Regions from separate parts of the Mus musculus genome. Here region 1 is linked to region 2. Evidence: chromatin contacts called from public Hi-C data. All regions are on one chromosome and are shown on one strand. The core of a region is the stretch at or near the end of the contact, and the rest is flanking DNA. Distances in the headings are between cores, read along the strand shown.

Region 1 (6,277 bases), core at 2,021-4,520, 1.1 Mb before region 2:
TTCCAGACCCTTTCAGGCCTGTAGTCCAGTCAGTCATGACCAGAGCCAACCCAAGACTTTCCAAGCTTCTCTGGGTGGAATTCTTGGGTTTGGAAAGGGTTTGCTACATCCAGTTTTAAAATGGGGTCTCTTATTACCATCTCCGTCAGTGGGATTCTTAGTCAGAGAGTTCTCCCTGAATGGTGTAGTTTTCCCTACACTGTTGATGGACAGCTTTACACATGTGGCCAGGGTCGGGACAAATGAGGGAGGCCAGACTCTCAGATTCTGGCAAAAGTGGGAGGCAGCTGTCATCCTATGGTGGCAGGAACCAGGGGAAAAAACAGCATTCACAGAGCCCAACGGGGTCTCAAACAGTAGTGGAAGAATAACCTGAAAGGAGCTGTGGTCCTGGAGGGACTTAGCCATTGCCAAAGATGGAGCTTCTAAAATGGGATGGTGGTCACTGAGCAGTTCCACTCCTCTGTCTTCCCATCATGGTGACAATGGTTCCCAGCTTCTCAGGAGGTTGCAGTAGGTTTTGGGAGGGCAGAGGGATCTCTGTGGTGGAGATGATGATGCATTAGTCCTGTTTCTGTTGCTATAACAACACTCTAGAAGGGTGTTTGCCCTTAGAAGGAAGACATATTTATTTTGATTCCCGACTTTAGATTTTGGTTCGCAGCCTTTGCCTCCATTGTTTGAGCATTTGTGTTGTGGCAGAGCATCATGACAGGGAGAATGTGACAGCACAAAGCTGTTCACCCTATGATGGCCTGGGAGCACAGGGAGCTCTTCCTTCAGATGCTATTATTAAATGATGAATCCATACATGATTAATCCATTAATGAGCCCAGAGGTCCCCAGAGGCTCTACTTCTGAGTGTGGCTGCCTTGGGGACAACGCTTCATCCAACATATATGCTTTTTGGGGGGCTTTTAAAATTCAAACCAGAACAGGTCATAGGTGGAGAAGCGGAACAGCACTTCTGGAATTTTCCCTTTGTAGCTGACCTGAAATGTATTCACATTGGAACGTAAGCTATGTGAGCTCTGATTCTTAATTTTATTTTTACATTTCTTTAAAAAAGCAGTTGACTCTTAATATCTTAACTTTTGAGTTGTATATAAATGTATATCCACTCTTTCCATGTGTACATGTCAATATTTACTTTTCCATCGTATATACTTGAATTTAAAATATGTGTGAGTTTATTTGTTCCATTTGTGCTCTTCCCAAGTGGAAGTTGGACCTAGTTACTCAAGTGACATGTTACTTCACCTGAGCCTGTGAGATTGGGGGTGTGGGCAAATCCTCTGGGGAGCAGACTCTGGGACACCACAGGCCTCACACTTCTTTCCACCTTCGTCTTGTCTCCATAGGCGGCTCCATGCTCATCTCTGCAGTCTGCTGCTTCTTCCTGTTTTTTGGCAACAGCGAGTCTGCGATGATCGGCTGGCAATGCCTGTTCTGTGGGACCAGCATTGCAGCCTGGAATGCTCTGGATGTGATCACAGTTGAGCTGTATCCCACCAACCAGAGGTCAGTTCTGACCTAACTTAAGTTACTCTGCTCAGAAGCTGAATCTTGGACCATGCATGGCCTTGGTCTTCTTGAAGTCCATGTTCCAAACGTCTCCCGGGCAATTGACTTTCTCTCCAAGATGATGTCAGTGGTCTGGGCCTGGGTAGGCTAGGGTTTGATAGAGTTGAGTGAGTGACAAGAACCAGAGGACAAACGTAAGCTGTCTCAGTGGAGGGGTAAGAGTGACTAAAGCCTTCTGTATCATTCGATCCTCATTGGAGCTAAGCTCAGGCCTGCCAATGGGAACTAAGGAGAAAACATGAAGACTTGGGACAATATGGATGGCGTGGGGCTCAACAAGAAGGAAGAGAAGGTGGATGGAGGCAGAGTGGTCCAGGGCTGCCAGGGTTTACTCTTTGTTTAAAAGCAGAAGGTCAAGTTCATTACCCAGTAGGTGTTTCTCTACTTGAAGGGGATCTTGAACTATACGTACAGTGGATAAATGCTCACAAGGATGGGCATAGTATGGAGGATGGGTGAGCTTAGTTCTGAAAAGTATTTTAGTGGTATTCCTAAAGTCAACAACAGAGCTTCTGGGCTTTGGCTGGCTAGCATACCATGTTTCCTGAGTCAAAGAATGCTAAATTTTATTAATAGTAAGGGACAGGATAGTGGTCATTGTTGAGTGGGCTATGGTTTTACAGGTAGGAAATTTAGGAAAGTGAAATGAAGAGACACATAGAAAACAAACAAACAAAAAACATCCTGAAATATGAATAAAACTGTAAACCTCTGCTACAATATAAAAGAAGACATAAAACAGAAACCAAGACATGCTTCACTGTCTTGAGATAATTTACTCTTATAAAAATATCAAGTTTCCTTTAATTCTTCTCCAATTACAATAGTCCATTCAAAATTCAGTGAGACTTTCCCCCTCCCCTGGAAAGCTGAAAAAAATCATTTTAAATTTTACTTAGAAAAGCAGGCATATAGAGATAGAAAATAAAGCAAACATACTCGCTAGGGTTGGGGCTGGAGCTTATAAACCCACCATGCTGCTCAGGTATAGATAATAGAGCCCAACCTCTAACCATAAATATATGCCAATATTTTAAACTTTTGATATAATGAAGAAGTAGTTTAATTGCAGCACAGGAATGACCATCTTGAGAATACTGTCCCAGTGGTTCTCAACCTTCCTAATGGTGCGACCCTTTAATATAGCTCCTCATGTTGTGGTGACATAAAATTACTTTCATTGTTAATCCCTAACTGTAATTTTGCCACTGTTATGAACCATAATGTAAATATCTGTGTTTTCTGACGATCTTAGGTGAGCCCTGTGAAAGGATCCTTTGACTCTTATAGAGTGAAAAATGATGCTCTATACAGTCGTGGTCAGGATAGGCTGTGTCGTTCATGAAGTTTATCACTGGAGTGTAATTTAGGGATAATAATTAGTACTGGGTTCTGCCATGGATGGCAGAAATTCCAAACAAGCATGGGAGGTTTGGCATTGCAAGGACTCTTCATCAGCAGCCTGAGCAGAAGGCTCAGGCTTCTATGCTTCTAGTCTCCCTTGCCTGGATTCCACCACGGTCCATCTCTGTTGCAGGAAGTAAGACAAAGGACAAAAAATAAAGGAAGAGAGAGTAGAAATTCGCTCACAACCTCTCTCAGGAAATTTTTCATGTGCACTCTGTCTCATTGGCTGAAACTAAGTCACGCTCACACAGCCAGCAGCAAGGGACTCTGGGAAATGTAGTCTTACAGTTGGGGACCTAAATTGCAGAGTGAGTTAGCAGTCTTTGCCACAAGAGAGTGTGCTCACACTTTATTTCGTATGCAGCTTTATTTTTTTGATATTTTTCTGTAAGCAAGTACTACTTGTAACTATTTTAATTAGAGATATGCTTGGGAAGATAAGGAAAGAGGCTTGAAGGCAATTCAGAATGTTAATAGCAGCTATTAGTCCAGGTATCCCTACATCTTAATTTCATTGAGTATTTCCAGTGTTGGCTAAAATGAAATCGCTGTTTTTATATTTAGATAAGAAATTGAGTCCCACACCTCCTCCTCTTACAACAAGGAAAGAACATACAGCCGTTCACCTAGCGAAGCCCAGAATTTCAGAATCCTCTCCTGTCCTCTTCTTTTGCAGGGCCACGGCCTTCGGCATCCTCAACGGACTGTGCAAGTTTGGGGCCATCCTGGGAAACACTATCTTTGCTTCTTTTGTTGGGATAACCAAAGTGGTCCCCATCCTTCTGGCTGCTGCTTCTCTGGTTGGAGGTGGCCTGATTGCCCTTCGATTGCCAGAGACTCGAGAGCAAGTCCTGATGTGACCAACCCACCGGGAAAAGACAGATGGGAAGATCTTTTTCAGGACACTCCAGCACAGCCACGCCTCCTGCCTCTCACTGTCTACAGGATACCGCGGACAGCACGGAAGGAGAAATGGACTTTGTGATCCCTAGTTTAGGACCCACTGCAGTTGTTAATACATTTTTAACTCAGGTGATTGACTAGGGGTGCCCAGAACCATCCTTGGGATCCCAGAGCTGTGTGCTTAGCTTCAGGTCTCTTCATCCCAGGCAGGGAGAGGACACTCCAGTAAACACACACAGTAAGCAAGGAGTATATGCTCCTCTAAATGAGGTGCAAAAAACTATTTGCATTTCGGACTGAAGTTGAGGACTAGAACCACTTAAGCTCCTCCATGCAGCTTCTGGGAGCCCAGTGACCTAGCAGATTGTCATAGTGGGGAGTGGGGTCAACACATACTGGGCTCAGAGAGCAGACTACGTATTTGCATTTGAAAGTATCACCTATCATATTTTCCTTTTGAAAACTGGCACAGTAGCCTTGAGGATACTCTGATATAGAAAAACCCAACCTTTAAGCAAAATGTATATAGACGGACTTTTCTTCCCAAGCATCCTGAACTTTGCATAACGAAGAGGTGATACACTAAGAACTATATTTATTATGGTTTTGCTCTTGTCAGAGCAACGTGAGGATGGGTATTATGTAAACTAAGTTTGTATATAAGAGTTTTGAGGTTTTATTCCCACAAATGGTGGCTGCTAAGGTTGCCAACATTTTAGCCATATTTGGGGAGGACTCTCCATTCAAGGTCGCAGGAAACTTGGTGCGAATGGGTAGCATCTTGCTTGCTGTCCGGAGGATGTACTTGGCAAGCCACGTGCCATTTCCTTTACCTGGGAACTTTTCTTCAAATTGGTAGGGCAGGTACTTCTCTCTCCTGTGTTGCTCATTTGTGAAACTCAGGACCATAGGTTGTTTGATGCTGTTTACCCAGAGAGAACAGGAAGAAATGAAATGAAAATGTTTTTATTTTTATTATTGGCTGCTTGCACTCCTTTTCTTTAGAGAGAACCCCCTCACAGATAACTGACTAAGGATGGGGAAAGGTAACCACAGTTCTTCAAAATGTGAGTTCTTCCTGTTTGATTTCAAAGAAAAACACAATGTACATTTATTATAGTGTTTAGGACCTATGAGAAATTTATGCTCTGTGTGTTGGCTCGGGGCGTTCGAAACAGGCCATTAGCATGCACATTAGGAAATAAAAGGCATGAGATACATTCGTTTCTTCATTGCTCCAAGGAAGCTTTTTCTGAGATCCAGGTTGGAACTTGAATGTGGAAAGGGGAGAGGGGGTCAGGGCTGCTCTGGCAGGTGCCAGCAGTCTGGAGGCTAGGCTGAGGGAGTGGCTTTTGTTCATCAGTACCCTCTGCAATGGTAGAGACAGAGCTAGGAGTTCCTGCCACCTGAGCTGCTCTTACCTGGGCCAGCAGAACGACTGACTGACTGACTGTAAGAACTAGTTTGCTCACGTTATTTGCAGCACACACACAAGCTGTGATGTGCTAATCTCTACCTATTAGAAATCTTCCCAAATCTAAACCAAACTAATGACTACATTGAGTGTTTTCTCAGTTCTGTGGAAATACTTAGATGCCAGGCCAGTTCAAGCCATCTTTGCCTAGTCCTCTGGAATATAAGTTGGCAGTGGGAAAGAGTGAAATCTTTGAGAACTTCCCATTTTCAAGTGTGGCTAACATGTTTACTCTGCTTCTCTGGTCCCCACCTCTTTATTTACACCACCATTACTTTCTGTCCAGGGAAGGAAGATGCATCAGGTCTGATGTGATAACCCCCATTACTCCAAATATAAATATATATAAATATACAGAATGTATTAATGCTTCTCTCGGTGTTTTATAGGAATTAACTGATAACGCTCTGTTGATAACGAGAAACTTTCTGTAATATAGCTGTGATGTCCTTTTCCATTTTCTTGTGATATGGAATGCATTGCTTAGGATCATGAGAGAATTGTATAAATCTGTGGTTATGTATCCCTCATAACAGTGTTCTTTAATGGGATAATAGACCTCAGTGCTCAGCTACCACTCAAGAAATGTACGAGACAGTTAGAATCCACATTTACAGTCAGATATATCTTGTAAACTTTAAATCTGACTAATTTTTAAAGCACAGGAGTGGCTGCAGTTATTTTAGGCTAACTGTTCTTGGTTTCTAAGCTCTGTCTTCTACATTACATTTATGGCTCCTTAACCTGTTTGCCTAACCAACCAAGGGCAATTCCCGTCCATCCATCACACGGGATGTGAGAAGGATGCAGCCATGGTCTGCAGCCTCTCTCATGAAGGGTTATCTGGCCATGGTACTTGGCTGCTTCATAACTTGCTGTCACTCCTGATGAGATAAGTGTGTCTTTAAA
Region 2 (6,382 bases), core at 698-3,197:
ATGCAGGTATGTGTGTACAGAGCCCAGAGGTTAATGTTGGCTGCCTTCCTCAGCAATGTTACATCTTATTTTTTGAGACAGTCTCTCACTGAACCTGGAGCTTGCCAATTCAGCTATACTGGCAGGCCAGCAAGCCCCAGGGACCTGCCTGTCTCTGCCCTGCCCTTGGGCACTGCAGTTAGAGATGCACATTACCCAGCTTTGAACTTGGTTCGAGAATTCCAAACTCAAGTCCTCATGCTTTCATGTGCACCAAGCCCTTGACAGACTGAGCCACCTCCTCAGCTCTGAGATGCCCTCTTTAGACATCTCCCTACTTGTACTGAAAAGAAAGAGTGACTTTCAACAAGGTGCTCAGCCTCTGAAAGTCACCCCCAAGGGGGAAAGTGTGCTACTCTTGGGTACTCCTTGAAAGGGAAGGAACTGATGTGCAAGGGTGGGGGGGGGGAAGCAATGAAACACCCTGGAAGGGGCGCATCCCTCCTCTGGGAAAAAGACAACTGCTGCTGGCACTCAGAGGAGACCCCTGAAGAACTTGTCCCCCACCTTACCACGCTGTTTCCGTATCCTGTCAGCAGGCAGGGCATAGAGGCTCTCCCTGCAGGTGAGAGCTTGTCCTGAATCACACCACTACCACCAGTACCACCACCAACAACAACAACAATAAAAATAAAAACAGCAACAAAACCCAGCAGGCCTCCTGCAGAGACCACTCCCTTTAGCCTGTTCCTCAATGAAGAAGTGTGGGGAGCTCCCTAGACCTTCACACCTTGGCCTGGGAGAGACACGGGAACTACACTAAGGGAACTACTAGCTCCTCCTTGGAGTTGTTCTGGAGGACAACCGACTGGGCATCTCTGTTTATCTACAGGTGCTTCCCAAACAGTAGGGCACTGCATTGACATTCTCAACGCCTCTGACAAGCAACCTCTAGGACCCTTCACTAACCAAAGGACGATCTGGCTTCTTCTGAAAAGTTACATCCAGTGTGTGTGTGTGTTGTAATCTAGTTCTAGTAAAACTTAATGAATGGGTTCTTCCCTCTTGACGCAGCAGGGCAAAAGGTAACGGTAAAGTGAGCTAAAAGGGTCTGAAGCAGGGAAATCGTTCGGTATGGGGTGGGGGGGAGGAGCATCTCCCTTTGTGGGAAGTGTATTTTTCTAGAAGGCCTTTTGATCATGATAGGACTCCAGGGGTTTATTGATTAGACCAGAAAAGAGCACGAGCTAAGGGGATGAAGCACGTACAGTACCAGCCACAATGTGGGTACTATGCCTGCTCTTGGAAGTAGAGCAGGTACTACGGGGATCCCTGGGTTCTAGCCATGACCTCAAACAACTCGAGAGTTCCATGCTCCCGGGCTTGGGTCTATAAATGGACAGAGATGACCGCCCATAGAGAAGGTGGTGTTGTGCAGGCTGAGCACCTCGCCCACCAATTGCCATGAACATCGCTGGTGAAGTTGGCCCCTCTTGCCCATTTCTTCTCCCCTCCTCTCTTCCACTTCCCCTTTCAATTCGTCAACTGCTGAAGCGTAGCCCAGAGGATACCGCCTCCTCGCAGCGCGCCGGAGACCGTCCCCAAGGTGCTAGTCTTTGTGTCGGGAAAACTTTGAGAGGAAGCGAGGGCGCTGGACAAAGAGCGAGCGACGCTAGGCGTTTGCCAAGCAGCCCCGGGTGCTCCGAGTTGTCTGGCTCAGCTCAGTCTCCGGGTCGCTTTCGATGGCCGGAGCCCAGCCTTCCTAGGCCGGGAGTGGCAAGCTCCCTGAGCCCTCTCGGGCAGGAAAAGCAAAGGCGGGTGGGTGGCCGCTAGAGTTAGTGGGAGGAGACCAGGCAAGGCGCGGAGCAAAGCTGTCAAACTGCGCCTGGAGCCCAGTGCGGGGCGGGGGGGAAAGGGGGGGGGGAGAAGGAGGGAGGGGAGGGGAGGGGCGGGCAGGAGCGGAGAGAGAGCGAGCGGGCTCGCCGCGCCAGAGCAACCCTTGTCTGTTGCTGCTGCTGTCGCCTTGGCCGCCGCCGGCCAGGACTCGCCCGGAGCGCAGGGTGTGTGCCCTGCTGCGCGTGGAGCGCGGAGGCTCCTTCAGCCCCAGCTCCTCGCCCCGGCCCGCGCGCGGGTCCCGGAGGGCACCGACCCCACCATGCAGCTGCAGTTCCGGAGCTGGATGCTGGCCGCGCTTACGCTGCTCGTGGTCTTCCTCATCTTCGCAGACATCTCAGAGATCGAAGAAGAAATCGGGTAAATAGCCTCCCTGAGCCCGTGCCCCATCCCCGGCGGGATCTCTTCTTCCCCTGGGCTCCTTACTCCCCATCCGCTTTGTGTGCGCCGCGCCCCCCTGTCGCTCAGCTGGAGGGATAGTGCCGGCGGTTTGGGCTGGGGGTGGCAGTGTCAGGGGCCCGGGACGCTTTAGGGAGTGGATGATGGGGGCGCGGCTGCCGAGGGGCGTCCCCGGGCGGGGTGCACGGGCAGCTGTAGCCGCGCGGCGTGGGGAAAGCGGACTCACCCACCCTGCTCCCTGTCCCCTAGTCCCTTCCCCCGGCGTGTGCGCGCGCGGTGTCGCCGGGGTCGAGGGAGGGCGCCGGGGAGTGTCTCGGGCGGGTAGAAGGACGGAGAGTGGAGGCAGGCAGGAGTTTCTTTGTCTCCGGCTCGGCCGTTTTCTCGCCTTGGCAAAGTGGGCAGGGGGCGCGCGGGGGATCTCTGAGCTGGGGGAGGGGAATCCCCTGGCGGGAGATGAGTGGGAAGGGCTCCGTACCGACTCCTGGGAAGGGGAATGTGCCCTGAACACACCGGTACGCACCCACGCCTCCCGCCGGCCAGCCCAGGATCCGGGCGTGGGGGGTAGCACCGCTAAAGGTGTGGCGCGCGGTGCTGGAGACCAGGGCTCTCCCCTGGCTTTGGGTGCTCTGACAACCCTGCGACGGCCCCAGGCAACCCCAGGTTGCTGAGCGCTCACAGCCGGCGCCAAGACCCGGGGAGGTTGTCGGAAAGTCTCCAACGCCGCCCGGTGGGCTTCGGGGTCCCCAGGAGCGCGCGATCTCAGCTTGTCCCTATCTCTTCAGAGGTAGGCGGGACCACACCTCCAGCTGTGCCTGGTTCGGGACTTCTTGGAATGAGCTGTCTAACTGAGCTGGGCTCATCAATCAGGGTGTCCCGTGGGCTGAAGCTGGCTCCCGATCCTACAGTCTTCTGCACGCGGAGCCCGACCCATGTCCGGAGCCTCCAAACCGTGGTGGAACATGTAGGAAGGCAGCAAGGCTCTGAGGTGGCCTTCAGTAAAAGGGTGAGGTCCCTGAGAGCACAGGAGGCGGATTTGATTCTCTGTGGGATTAGTGAGGAGCCAAGCTCAATCAAACAAGCGTCCTGTGCTGCGTGCGCCCCTCCTTTGTCCAACTTCGTTCGTAAGGATATAAGAACAGAGAATGGATGGGTCCTGCCTTCAGATCCCTCCAAAACAGAGAGAGTCCAGAATCCAAGATGCTGAGGCCCTAGGGACCCTAACCTAATAGCAGGTGCCTCTTCCTACCCTTTGCTTTCTCTCTCCCACTCACTGTCCCTTTCTGTAACCCCACAAACCATTCTATGGACTCCACTATGTTTCAAGAGTCCCTCTCTGCTTCATTCCTCTCGTCCTCGGTTTCCCCAAGAACTCCGAAAACTTTCACTTAATGTTCAGTTAATACACTCTGTGCCGCCAGCTTCTCGGCAGAGACAGAAACGAACTGCTTTCCCATAGCTTCTCTCCTGGTGTGTGGTCGGAACAGAAATTGGTGCAGTCACATTCTGAGATATGGACTAAAGCGCTCCCGGGTCACTAGATGACTTTGACAATGGGAAAAGGAAAGACCTTCAGATGCCTACTTCTTCTGGGGTGTGTGTGTGTGTGTGTGTGTGTGTGTGTGTGTGTGTGTGTGTGTGTGTGTGTGTGTATACATATGCTCCCACTTCCAGGAGCAGGCATCCCGGCTCATCAATTCGCTGAACTTTTTACTGAGTCTCTTCTATGTGCCAGGGACTTTTAATTTTTAAAATGTAATGAGAAGATCAGTTACACGTGGTGTCTCCCATTCCTGCCAAAGGCATCTTGAAGCCTTCACTTTCCACAGTCAAATTCTTCCAGCAGGCAGACAGAAGTTTCCAGAGGAGCATTTACATATAGAGTGTGTATTGAAAACTCAAGGCTCTTGTGCTGTGGCATACTGTGTTTTACCAGGGGATCCCTGAGTCTCCCCCATCCCCACCCCCATACCTGGACTGATCCTAGTAAGAAAACTGTCGACTAGCCCACCCTGACACCTTCTATAGCATCATCTCTGTAGACGCCTGTCTTTGGGGTGGACTTTAGCTTTGTCAATCAACACTTTCTCCTAGTTTGGTGGGGATCACCATGGACCTGCATTACCCAGGCCACGTGGTTGGTATCAATAGCCCAGTTCTGTTTGCAGTCAGCCCCACCTGTTTAATCTGGAGGGAAGGGGGCTCACTGCATTTACCATGCATGGAGAAGGAAGGAATAATGTGGGACAGAGTATGGGAATTGCACTAGCCCATCTTTCTGATAAGGAGTGTGGTTTTAACACTTATCCTTGGAGCCACCTAAAACGTTTGCTGTGGGTAAGTGACCTGGAATAGATTTGGGGGTGTCAAGAGGACTCTGTCTCCTTTGCCCTATGCTTCCTAGGAAGGCATGGGGTCCTACTCAAGACCACAATGCTTTTGTGTCACGCCTTGCTAACTGTGCTGGGGAAGATAGCAAGTTACCCACCAGAGAGAACCATGGCCCTATCTGGACAGGGGAGAACAGTGTGATCCTGAATTCTACTGGGCAGGCAAGAAAGACAGAGTCACTTTGGGGATAAGTTGTCCTGGGACTAAGAGATGAACAGTTTTTTTAAAAAGCAAATAAATCTCTCTCTCTCTCTCTCTCTCTCTCTCTCTCTCTCTCTCTCCCTCTGTGTGTGTGTGTGTGTGTGTGTGTGTGTGTGTGTGCACACACACACACACACACACACACAGCCTACAGATCTATTCTTCCAAAGCTTTCAATACTTTCTTAGAAAATGAGATTTTTGGGCCTGTGGGAGGCAGAGGCAGACGGATTTCTGAGTTCGAGGCCAGCCTGGTCTACAGAGTAAGTTCCAGGACAGCCAGGGTGAGATTTTTAGATTGGTGGCCTCAGTCGTCCTGACCTGCCCCAAGCATTAAATATCCTGTGGCCAAGGGTAGAGTTTCTGAGAGACATCTCCTTTTCTGAGTGGTTGTCTTCAGAGTTTCATTCTTGACATTCTTTTTTTGTTTTTGTTTTTGTTTTTGTTTTTTGAGACAGTATAGCCCTGGCTGCATTCTTGACACTCTTACCATTCATGTGGAATTGCATGAGAAGTGTAAAAAGACAGACTCTCTGCAAGGTGCCTGGCCCATTGAGTTCCCCCAGGAACCCAGGATCACAGTTGAGTTCTGAGTCAGATTGAATGGGGCTTTGGTGAAAGAAATGCATTACCTACCCCGTGCACGGTCCCGGGTTTTGCAGTCAGTTGGCTCATGTTGTATCAGGCATGTTCATCCTTTAGATAATGTGACACGATGTTATCATTTACAAAGTTCACAGTATGTAGTCTTAGTACAAAAAAAAAAGCAAAGAAAACCGTATAGTGTTTTAAATACATTTGCAATTTTATGTTCGACTACTTTCATAGCTCTTTTGGTGTGTATGGGGCCTGCAGGCTGCAGCTTTGCTATACCTGCTAGGTAAACTGAGTTACTCTGCTTCTCTCCTGGGGTTTAGGCTTGAGTGTAACCCTTATGAAGGAGTAGGATTCACGGTTCTCATGTGTGCTACATTGCCCTCACAATTGGCCTACAGAAGTCATTCAAGAGGCACAAATTTTCCCAGTCTAGCACAGGTTAGGCACACAGCATCCTTGGGTAAGGTGCCTCAAAGGGCTCCTCCTCTGAAAACAGCCCCCTCTGTTATCAGTTGTGCTTGGTTTAATGTAATATCAAATATTTAAGTCATATTCTGGTTGCTTCCATGCAAGGCAGGCTTATGCCAGTTGTCATCTAATACCCCAGACACCAGATGAGCCATTATAATTAAGAGAGTTACCCAACTCTGTCTGAAGACAGATGAGTAGTTGGTGATCCTAACAATGCCTGTTGTGGCACTAAGTGGGGACGGTAATGATGACTCGCATGAACTGCAAGCTTTCTGAAGTTAGCCAAGACATTAACAGATTCTATCCTTGTGGTAGCCCAAGGGCAAGCAACCAGTGGCACCAAGAACTACTGTTCATTGAGCTCTGTGTACCTGGCCCATGCTGACTATCTCGAAGCACCTGTTCACTGACTCATCACCCTCCCCGTCTTCAATGGGTACAGCTGCTACCCCTAG

What was found. A called contact is a pair of places that touch in the nucleus more often than the background predicts.
Region 1: a contact with region 2 is called in a Hi-C map of nephron progenitors, with 3 times the contacts expected there. The contact joins the enhancer-like site here to the promoter of St8sia2 in region 2. A contact is called at or near these places in 2 of 39 promoter capture datasets (the 3T3-L1 cell line and embryonic stem cells), 24 of 484 Hi-C or Micro-C datasets (B cells, CD4 T cells, CD8 T cells and 15 more), 7 of 115 datasets of contacts at active chromatin or transcription factors (astrocytes, bone marrow-derived dendritic cells, craniofacial prominence and 4 more) and 3 of 9 other capture datasets (adipose tissue, embryonic stem cells and liver).

The regions. Positions count from the first base shown.
Region 1 is chr7:75,115,169-75,121,445 of GRCm38.p6, reverse strand. It overlaps Sv2b (synaptic vesicle glycoprotein 2 b), which reads left to right. Exons shown (of 13, transcript NM_153579.4): 12 at 1,362-1,521; 13 at 3,668-6,277. The coding sequence ends at 3,851. Among named protein-coding and RNA genes, the nearest start is that of 4930533N22Rik, 88 kb to the right of the region's middle. Within about 2 kb of position 3,270, at least 91 of the 459 cell types and tissues checked have an H3K27ac peak or open chromatin away from gene starts, as enhancers often do. A contact at or near this core is called in craniofacial prominence, nephron progenitors and pre-pro-B cells, where this site is marked.
Region 2 is chr7:74,009,247-74,015,628 of GRCm38.p6, reverse strand. It overlaps St8sia2 (ST8 alpha-N-acetyl-neuraminide alpha-2,8-sialyltransferase 2), which reads left to right and starts at 1,947. Exons shown (of 6, transcript NM_009181.2): 1 at 1,947-2,232. The coding sequence starts at 2,135.